Linked DNA regions of Triticum aestivum: region 2 is linked to region 1. Evidence: chromatin contacts called from public HiCAR-type data. All regions are on one chromosome and are shown on one strand. Each heading gives the region's core, a stretch centred on a gene start, on an enhancer-like site or on the middle of the called end of the contact. The rest is flanking DNA. Distances are from core to core; before and after follow the strand shown. Region 1 holds the start of LOC123102055 (glutathione S-transferase 4). Region 2 holds the start of LOC123102057 (receptor-like protein EIX1).

Evidence for each region. HiCAR-type assays count read pairs that join an accessible place to other places.
Region 2: a contact with region 1 is called in a HiCAR-type map of leaf, with 7 times the contacts expected there. The contact joins the promoter of LOC123102057 here to the promoter of LOC123102055 in region 1. A contact is called at or near these places in 1 of 5 Hi-C or Micro-C datasets (leaf) and 1 of 1 datasets of contacts at active chromatin or transcription factors (leaf).

The regions. Positions count from the first base shown.
Region 1 is chr5A:20,884,544-20,889,675 of IWGSC CS RefSeq v2.1, forward strand. It overlaps LOC123102055 (glutathione S-transferase 4), which reads right to left and starts at 2,840. Exons shown (of 3, transcript XM_044523331.1): 1 at 2,593-2,840; 2 at 2,392-2,440; 3 at 1,493-2,232. The coding sequence starts at 2,742. The coding sequence ends at 1,763. LOC123106390 (pectinesterase inhibitor 8-like) reads left to right here and starts at 3,412. Exons shown (of 1, transcript XM_044528575.1): 1 at 3,412-4,109. The coding sequence starts at 3,466. The coding sequence ends at 3,993.
Region 2 is chr5A:21,037,250-21,042,311 of IWGSC CS RefSeq v2.1, forward strand. LOC123102057 (receptor-like protein EIX1) reads left to right here and starts at 2,832. Exons shown (of 1, transcript XM_044523333.1): 1 at 2,832-5,062. The coding sequence starts at 2,832.

The DNA of each region.
Region 1 (5,132 bases), core at 1,590-4,089:
ACGATTGCCATTTGCATGATTTGGACCCAATGATTGTGGAGGCGTTTTCAAGACCTCCTAATCAGCGAATGTTCTCGAGTTATCATTTCTCTACAAAATAAATCCCATCGCCTGCCCTCCTGTAGATCCATTGTTGCTTTGACATCCAATCAAATTTTCATGTGGAAACAACAAACATTGTGGTCTCATAGCATAGATTTTGTTCCAGTCTCCCAAAAAATCACAATATGTGTTGTTTTCTCATGAAAATTTGCACGCGTGTTGGAGACATGAACATATTTAGTATATATAATATTATTTTTAGCCCATACCAAAAAAGTTGGATATATTTTCTCATTTTACTATTCACCTGGTGAAGCCAAAATGATGTCGTGTCAATTAACTTATCAACTTAAATTACAGTTATTTCCAAAAAATAAAGCGGCAGTTACATCATAAACTAACAATGGCAATTTTTTGGGGGAAATCAAAAATCAAATTAGGGGGGCATGCAGCCACAACTCTTGTCCATTGGAACTAACTCTTGCGCAACCGGTTTGATTCATGATTGCCTTTATTCAAATATAACCCTGCCAAAATCATGATTCACCTCTCAGTAGTCTTCAAATTACGGAGCATGCGCCGTGGAATGGCATTGCCACTATTCATTGTCTCCAGTCCTCTTCCACACTAACCATTTGGCTGTACTCATGTGTCAGTGAAGGCGACAAGTATCCTACGGACCGATGTTTGTCCTCCCATTTGATTCCTTTATTATGGAGAACACTTATTGTTGGCTAGGTGCAATACGCGCAAGCTCTTAAAAAGTAACTTTTCTTTTTTTTTTTTGGGGGGGGGGGGGGGGTCATCTTCCAAAAGGGAGACATTGTCTTCTAGAAGCACCATCCTCTAAGACCGATGTATGAACAAGGGCCAGATGATTACTACTATGTCAAGAATACCTACATTTAGGTAGAGCTGATGAAGTAGGCGAATGTTCCTATTCTCACATAATTGAAAATTCATGGCTGCTTCACCACCTTCTGTGCGGATGTAGGTTCGTGAGTTTTCTCGAAGTACTCACTTACAATGAGTTTGGTAGATAGTATGTTTCTACTTTTTCTATATGTCAAGTGGGTATGATTCCCATGTTACTTTTTGATCGAAAAGAGGAACCACACAGAATATCTTTAGTTGACTAGAACAACGCCCATGCGTCGCAACGGGATATAAATATTGTATTACGTTAGCTTGTGTTTACCTGCCCATATTATGCCATTGTGTAAATAAATGCTCATTAAATTATGTCCATGATTTACATTATATTTTGATCAGAAGTGATTTACCTGTCCATGATATGCGATTGTGTAAATAAATGTTAATCAAATTCTACCCATGATTTACCTTATGTTTTGATAAGAAGTTTGGCAAGTAAATTAAAGTAGAATTGATCCAGAAGGTTAAATTAAGGTGATTGCTTATTATACGGGGAAGTTTGGACGAAGGAGTGATGGGAAGAAAGGTGAAACGGAACCTTACATTCTTTTTAAGTAATAGTAGAGACTTTGCAACAACATTGGTGTGAAAACCATGGTACTGCTGACAGAAATAGAGGGCATAGACCTTGAACTTACTTTTTTTGAGAATCAATTCTAATTGGTATTAGGAAACAATTCACCGAAACAAGTTATTTCATACCCACACCCACACTTTGCTTACTTTATTGCTCGTGGGTTGGGTAGAGATGATTAGAGCATCACAAGCACACAAAGCATATGCCTTATCATGGTATGTTCCCGCTCCCGAATCCAAAGTCCGGAGGCATGCCAGCTATCACCTTCTTGACCGACGGCCTTGCCAGCAGCGCCTCCCACCATGCCTTTACGTGCGGATACACATCGAGCACAACCGCATGCTCCGTCGCCATGAAATAGCGCATGAAGGAGAAATGGGTGAGGTCGGCGAAGCTGACGAAATCACCGGCCAAGTACTTGTTGCTTGACAGCCTCGCCTCATACACCTCCAGCAGCTTCTTGAGCTTCTCGACGCTCTCATCGACGAGGCCTTGGTCGACGTCCCTCCCGACGAACGGGTTGATGATGCAGTTAAACACGATGGGCTTGAGTACGGGCTCAAGCTGGTGGGCATCCACGTCGACCCATACGTCCACCATCGCCGACTCCTTGAGGCTGCCCGCTCCTAGAAACTCGGGCTTGCATTTGCGCAGAATATGCCTTGCGATGGCACGGGATTCTGATGAAAAAAAATCACGTAGAGAAATTAGTAACACTCATTTGTTTTTTGTCACGCCCACCAAATTTCTTAATAATTCATAGAAAAACATAGCTACTGAATCAAAACAAAATAGTGTTAAAAAATCAAATAAAATAAAAAAAAACCATGAAGGCTTACGGTAGAGCGTCAGATCGCCGTCCTCCAGCACCGGGATCTCGCCGAAGGGCTGCAGAATTGTTGGACGGGAACAGTGTTAGTAGTAGTAGGTGACCTTGGCCACGCAAACGCAGTTGATCATCTCTCTGTTTCTTGCTTCCTATACAGAACTAAAGTAGCAAAGCTGAACCAGATAGGGAGAAGCTAGCAGATCAGACGTACGTTTCTGGCGAGGTGCTCCGGCAGCCGGTGGTCGCCGCCGTTCCTGCTCATGGGCACGAAATCGTACTCGGCGCCGGCCTCCTCCAGGCACACGAGGACCCGCGCCATCCACGGCGACACCGCCCAGCCGTACACCTTCATAGGCGCCATCTCTTCTTCTTCTTCTTCTTCTTCTTCTTCCTCTGTGTTTGCAGTGCACTACTATGGGTCCATTTATGTACTTCATCATCGAGCACTAGTAGTACTGTTGTTTATTTAGCACGCCGGCAGTCCAAATCCAAAACAATATTCTAGGTAGGAGTATTGGGGTTCTCTGTATGCAGTCAAACTTCTGTTTTTTAGGCGACGCCGATCGTCACTGCTTGCGTGCGCAATGCAGTCCATTGGTTGGTAGGTGAGCAAAATTGGTCCATCGTGCCAAGTAAATCTATTCGAGGAAGCCAGCCACGTGAACAAGCCGAAGCACTTGTTTTTTTTTTTGAAATTAATAATAGGAAACTGCCATTTTTATTTGGGCCGGGATCAGGAGTAGGATTTTTGGGTCGGGCTTATGCCCATCCATGGAAAAATTGAGTAACTCATAGCCTTTTTTACAATAATGTAACTGACGTTTCTAGAAGAAAAAAAAACAAGATGTAACTGGCAGTTAATATCCTAATAACTAGCCTAAATAAATGAAACAAGCATTAGCATTTGATAAAAATATCCTAGATATAGCTGTAACCTGTAAATAGTTGTGCTCATCCTCAGAGTGCCTCTGCCTATAAATAGACATCCTGTAGGCTTTCTTCATATAGTAATAGTATTGTGCGGCGTTAACAAAATTACCCGAGCTTAGCATCTCTCTCCATCCACATACAACCAGCAAGATCCATGAGGCCACCGGCGGCTCTTGTGGTCGTAGCCGCCGTCCTTCTCGTGTTGTGCGGTGTCGACGCGACCGTGGAAACAACCTGCAAGGCGGCGGCCGACGAGGATGCGCATGTCAACTACAACTTCTGCGTGTCGGAATTGAGAAAGCACTACCAGAGCTCCGACACAGACACATGGGGCCTGGCCAAGATAGCCGCTAACATGGGCGTCAACAACGCCTATGGTGCCATCCATGACATCGAGCACCTACTAGCGAAGCCGAGCATGGATGCCAAGACGAAGGTCGCCCTTGGGCAATGCCAGGGGCTGTACGACAACATGAAGTTTGCGTTTGCTGGAGCCTACGACGAGATCAACGACCGGAATTACGCCGCGGGGAAAGAGAAGGCCGCAAAGGCCGTCTCCCTGGCGCACCAGTGCGATGATGCCTTTGTGAAGGCCGCCGTCCCGTCGCCTCTCAAGCAACATGGCCTCTACTCCGTGCAGACAGCGATAGTTTGCATGGCCATCACTAACCTTATCAAGTGATGAATAGCATCATGGATCCAAATCGTGGGAGAGTTTAGAGGTCGGATCAAACTTGTAGCGATTACTACTCCGAACCTTTGTAAGGTACATGCAAGGAATAAAACATGTTTTCATTAGTTGTGGGTTTATTTACATGCCTAATAGAGTTCTCAATGCATCTTGATTTGCTTTCTGCTCTTTAAAAAAACACGCATTAAACATCGCATACCCTTTCAATGTGCTATATTTATTTTTCTTGTAACGTAACCAAAGAATTGTCTTTATATCCTTTCAATGTGCTATATTTATTTTGCTTGTAACGTAGGCAAAGAATTGTCTTATACCCTTTCAATGTACTACACTTATGTCACTTAAATAAGAAGAGTTGCAATGTACTACACTTATGCCACTTAAATAAGAAGAGTTGAGGAAAGAAGAAGTAAACCCAATAAAGACTGATACAAAAAAATCGCTCTCTCAACATAATGGCACTTAAGTGTTTCCGGCTGCCGGGGACCCAATTTCTGGCGTTGTTCTTGATCTTAAATGTACCATATAATTGCACACACATAAACATTACCAAAATGTCTATTTTTGTAGTGTCGTCCTTCTTGATCTTAAATGTACTACATAATTCTGCATATGAACAGAACCAACATATATTTATATGGTGCTAGTCATCACAATGTTTCATTTTTCATGATAAAACAGAAAATTTTCTTCCTCGTCGAAGGTTTAATTCCAGATTATTCTTGAGTTTTTCTAGATTAGGTTATTCTTGAGATTGAGCATTGACATTTTGGCATGAGAGTAAACTTAGTTCTACTTTTGGGTGGGCTCTCATGCCCTCAAGAACGCTGGGCCAAGAACGATCACCGTCCACGGACGCACCCCAGCCTTTTATTGCATTTGCTTATCGGGCTGGCCCTTGAGGTCCTTTACCGCGCATAATTTTTTTTTGAGAGTACGGTTAGGCGTACCATAGCTTTAGAGAAGGCAGGACCGTAAGTATAAAAAGACTACAACTCACTATGAACAACAAGCATATCACGAACACAACACCCAGGCTCAGTGGTGGAGCCAGAAATAAAGCAAATCCCAGGCCAAAATTTTGTTGGTAACATGGGATTTTTGGCATTATAACAATATCTCATAACATT
Region 2 (5,062 bases), core at 1,582-4,081, 150 kb after region 1:
AAGACCATGCATAGGCCGATCGGCCGGCCGGCCGCAGAGCCGGGCAACTAGGCATGGAAACATGGTTAGATTACTTTCTCTTCTTCTCAATTACTTAGTCGATGGCTGATGTTTTGAGATTAGATTAACTTGTGCCTTTAGAAGTAGAAACGAAGTAGGAGTACAAGATTTGATCTGTATAAACTACAAAAAAAAATATTAACCGTGAGACATGGTTTTGCATTGGTTATCCGTTCCTGTAGTTGAATGATTTAATTACATCCGAATTGCTTTCAGAATTTGCTTTATGAAAACTTTTGATTGAAATTGAATTTATTCATATCTCGCGCTAATTTTCTTTGCTTGATTATTAGGATGGACATATGGTTCATCAAAATAGGCTATTGTCTCACTAAAATAAATAGGCTACTGTGTCTGTCCATGATCTTATTATAAGTTTACGCACTGAAGGCGAACTCTCAACCCCCCTGTGTCAAAATCCTGGCTCCGTCCCTGCAGATTGTGGCTACGTTGGTGGCAGCTACGGGATCTACGCCTGATCCCCGGTTGCCCGCAACCTCCTCTGCTGCTATTGGGGAACCGTCTAGAGTAGTTCATGATCCATCGACATGGAGCTTCCAATCTTTAGTCTAGAATTGCTGAAGGGGAAATTAAGACCATGCACAGGCCGATCGGCCGGCCGGCCGCAGAGCCGGGCAACTAGGCATGGAAACATGGTTAGATTACTTTCTCTTCTTCTCAATTACTTAGTCGATGGCTGATGTTTTGAGATTAGATTAACTTGTGCCTTTAGAAGTAGAAACGAAGTAGGGGTACAAGATTTGATCTGTATAAACTACAAAAAAAATATTAACCATGAGACATGGTTTTGCATTGGTTATCCGTTCCTGTAGTTGAATGATTTAGTTACATCCGAATTGCTTTCAGAATTTGCTTTATGAAAATTTTGATTGAAATTGAATTTATTCATATCTCGCGCCAATTTTCTTTGCTTGATTATTAGGATGGACATATGGTTCATCAAAATAGGCTATTGTCTCACTAAAATAAATAGGCTACTGTGTTGTGTCTGTCCATGATCTTATTATAAGTTTACGCACTGAAGGCGAACTCTCAACCCCTGTATGTCAAAATCCTGGCTCCGTCCCTGCCCCTCCTCCACCAGACGCGTCGCCCGCTCCCGTTTTCAGATGCGGCGCCGAGGCACTTGGCCGCCCCTCTCCTACCGACGGCCGACACCCACATCCACGCGGACGGCCGCCACTCTCCCTCACCGACCCGCGGGCAAAGTATCTCCGGTTTTCGTCCGACCTGAACACCGAGTCACTGACAGAGCCGAGGTCGGGGCTGCGGAGCAGATTTGTTTGGGAAAGTGGAAGGATTGACGATGCGAATAGACAGAGAATCTGGTGAAGTACTAACCACTAACCAGCCGTCTGGAATGTGGAGAGTGCACCATGCATATCCAATATTGTATAATTGAGTGACTTTGACAGTAGCGTGTGATTGCATTGCAGGCAGGCAACTAGTCCAGTGGCCGGTGGTGACTCCCACTCTCCCAGTCTGGCCACAAAATTGTATGACGCAGACTTGATTGAATTGAATGGGCCTGCTTTGCAATAGCATACCGCATAAAGGTATGAAGCATTTGTAGGAATATTGCTTCAGTTTTAATTCGGCAACACTTTGCAGGGTATAGGTAGTATGAGTATAACCAAACTGCAGCTTATTTCCATAATTAGAAAATACTCTTATGAAGCTTCTGTTCCAGAAGATAAATCACCTATTTCTTTTGTTTTTTTTACTTTGGTGCCTACTTTCATTTTTGTAAACTCAACCTGGCTCATCCTGCCACGGTCTTTAGCTATTTACAAATTTTGCTGTCATATGTTGTTTGAAACTGAAATCTCCAGAGTTTCAGCACATTGTCAAAAAGGAATTTAGTTGAATACTAACCAGCCAGCTGGAATGTTTACGCCTGCTCTGGTACAGAGTGCACCGTGCATATACAGCAGAACCAAGTGGCTTCGACTGTACCGTGTGGTTGCAGGCAGGCAGGCAACTAGTCTAGTGGCTGCCTAACTCCCATCACAGTCTGGCCACAAATTTGTATGAATCAGACTTGTTTGAGTGGGTCTCCTTGAACCCCTGATGGACTGGGACTTTGACGGTAGACTCCGCGGGGCTAGTAGTATGGCCAAACATCTCTGGTAGTATGGCTCAGGTACATAGCTAAATACTACTAGTAACATACAGATCTAGTGTGTATGAGTAGAAAATGGACTCGGCCGTACTTATATCACAAACAAACATGACTGTAGGCAAATATATATTACTTCCAATCATGTCTAGACTTCACTAATCATTGCTTTAACATAATTTGTTTTGATATGGCAGTCCACATGCTCGTATGCATAGGGTATTCACCGGTAGATGGAACATGGGTGTAATCCTTTATACTACCTCTGTACCAAAATATAAGATGTTTTTGCAGTTCAATTTGAACTACAAAAACGTCTTATATTTTGATACGGAGGGAGTAGATTTTTATGCTCACATCTCATACAACTATAATTTTTTTTACTAAGGATCGGTGATGAGAAAGGGGGGTTATGCCTGAAAGTTCATACAAGGGGCATAGTAAACCCCCTGTTCCTCCTTTCTCTCTGTAGATTTATTGTCAGCCTGGTTCTTCTGATGTGTGTCGCTAGCAGGGCTTTTCTTCCAGGAATCTTTGAGCATAATTGAGTGACTTTGACAGTCAACTAGTCTTGTGGCTGGTAACTCCCATCAAAGTGTGGCCACAGAATTGTATGAGCAGACTTCATTGAATGGGTCTTCTTGAAACCCTGAAAGACTGGGACTGGGACTTTGACCATAGACTACATGGGGTTGGCTTAAAGATCTCTGGTAGTATAACTCTAGTGCATATGCTTCCCCAGATATCTAGTTCTTGTTCATCCAAGATGTATCGCACAACCAATCTCTTGGTCACCCTCATCATCCTAAGCATCACTTCATTTTCACAAGTGGTGCATGCACTAGCACTACAACCCCAGTATGCCCATGGCGGTGGCTGCATCCCTGCCGAGAGGGCCGCCTTGCTTGCCTTCCAGAAGGGGATCACAAGTGACGGCGCTGATATCCTCGCCTCGTGGGAAGGGTATGATTGCTGTCGGTGGAGGGGCATCAGCTGCAGCAACCGAACAGGCCATGTCATCAAGCTTCACCTTCGCAATACGTTTCCGGGCCCTGACGCCTATAACTACAATGGGTGTGATGATGCCAATTCATTGTTCGGCAAGATAAGTCCCTCTCTGCTTTCCTTGAAGAATCTAGAGCACATGGATCTTAGCATGAACTGTTTGCTAGGGCCAAATAGCCATATTCCTCAGTTTTTGGGATCCATGGATAACTTGAGATACCTTAACCTCTCTGGCATTCCATTTACCGGTGGAGTTCCTTCTCAGCTTGGTAACTTGTCTAAGTTGCAACATCTTGACCTTGGCGAGGGTTATTCCGGGATGTACTCAGCGGACATCACTTGGTTAGCAAAGCTACCCTCGCTGCGGTATCTTAGTATGAGCACAATAAATCTCTCAAGGATAGCTGACTGGCCTCGTCCCTTGAATATGATTCCATCACTGAGAGTTATCAATCTTGCTGGATGCTCACTTGATACTGCAAGTCAATCGCTTCCCTACCTTAACCTCACAAAACTTGAGAAGCTTGATTTGTCCTCGAATAATCTAGGCCACTCAATTGCATCAAGTTGGTTTTGGAAAGTGACGAGCCTCAAATATCTCAGCCTTCGTGCGACTCAGTTATTTGGAAATTTTCCGGATGCACTAGGAAACATGACATCACTCAAGGTACTTGATTTGGCATTCAACAATTTGAATAAGACTGAAAACCTTCAAAGTCTTCTTAAAAACCTTTGCTGCTTGGAAATCCTCGACCTCTCTAAAAATGTTATGAATGGAAATATAGTGGCGGTGATGGAGGGGTTGCCGGAATGCGCACAGGAAAAGTTGCTAGAGCTGCATTTCAGTGAAAACAATTTCATCAGGACCTTGCCAAATTTTATAGGGGAATTCAGCAGCTTGAGCATGCTTGACCTGTCCAGAAACAACCTTGCTGGACCTATACCGCCAGGGCTTTGGAATTTGACCCGTCTAGCCATCCTTGATCTCAGCTGGAATCAACTCAACGGGAACGTACCAACTGAAATTTCTTCTCTGAAGAATCTGGTTTCTCTAAGACTAAGCAACAACAGACTTGGTGGTGCAATCACAGAAGGACACTTTGCAAATTTAAAAAGTTTAAAGAAAATAGACTTGTCTTCCAATAATTTGAAGATTGCACTGGATTCAGATTGGCTTTCTCCCTTTAGGCTACAGTCTGGAGATTTTGCATCTTGCCAAATAGGGCCTTTATTTCCAGCTTGGCTTCAGCAGCTGCGGGGAATCGATTCACTTAACATTTCAAACACTGGTTTAGTGGACAAATTTCCTGATTGGTTCTGGTATACATTTTCACGGGCAACTGATCTCGACATCTCTAACAACCAAATAAGTGGCACCTTGCCAGCACATCTGGATGGCATGGCTTTGGAAAAACTCCACCTAGGTTCAAACCGGCTCACCGGGTCAATGCCTTCGTTGCCTGCAAATATTACTTGGTTAGACATCTCCAATAATAACTTTTCAGGAGTAATACCATCCAATTTTGAAGCCTCCCGACTTCAAATCTTGATTGTCTATTCAAATCGAATTGGTGGGTACATTCCCGAATCTATTTGCAAACTGCAACAGTTAGTGTATCTGGATTTGTCAAACAATTTTTTGGAGGGTGAAATTCCTCAATGTTTTGACATCAAAAAACTACAGTTTCTTCTGCTCAGTAACAACAGTTTATCAGGAAAATTCCCAACATTTTTGCAGAACAACACTGCTATGGTGTTTTTGGACCTTGCATGGAATAAGTTGTCTGGAAGATTGCCTACATGGATAGGAGATCTGGGGAAATTAAGATTTGTACTACTGTGCCACAATGCATTTTG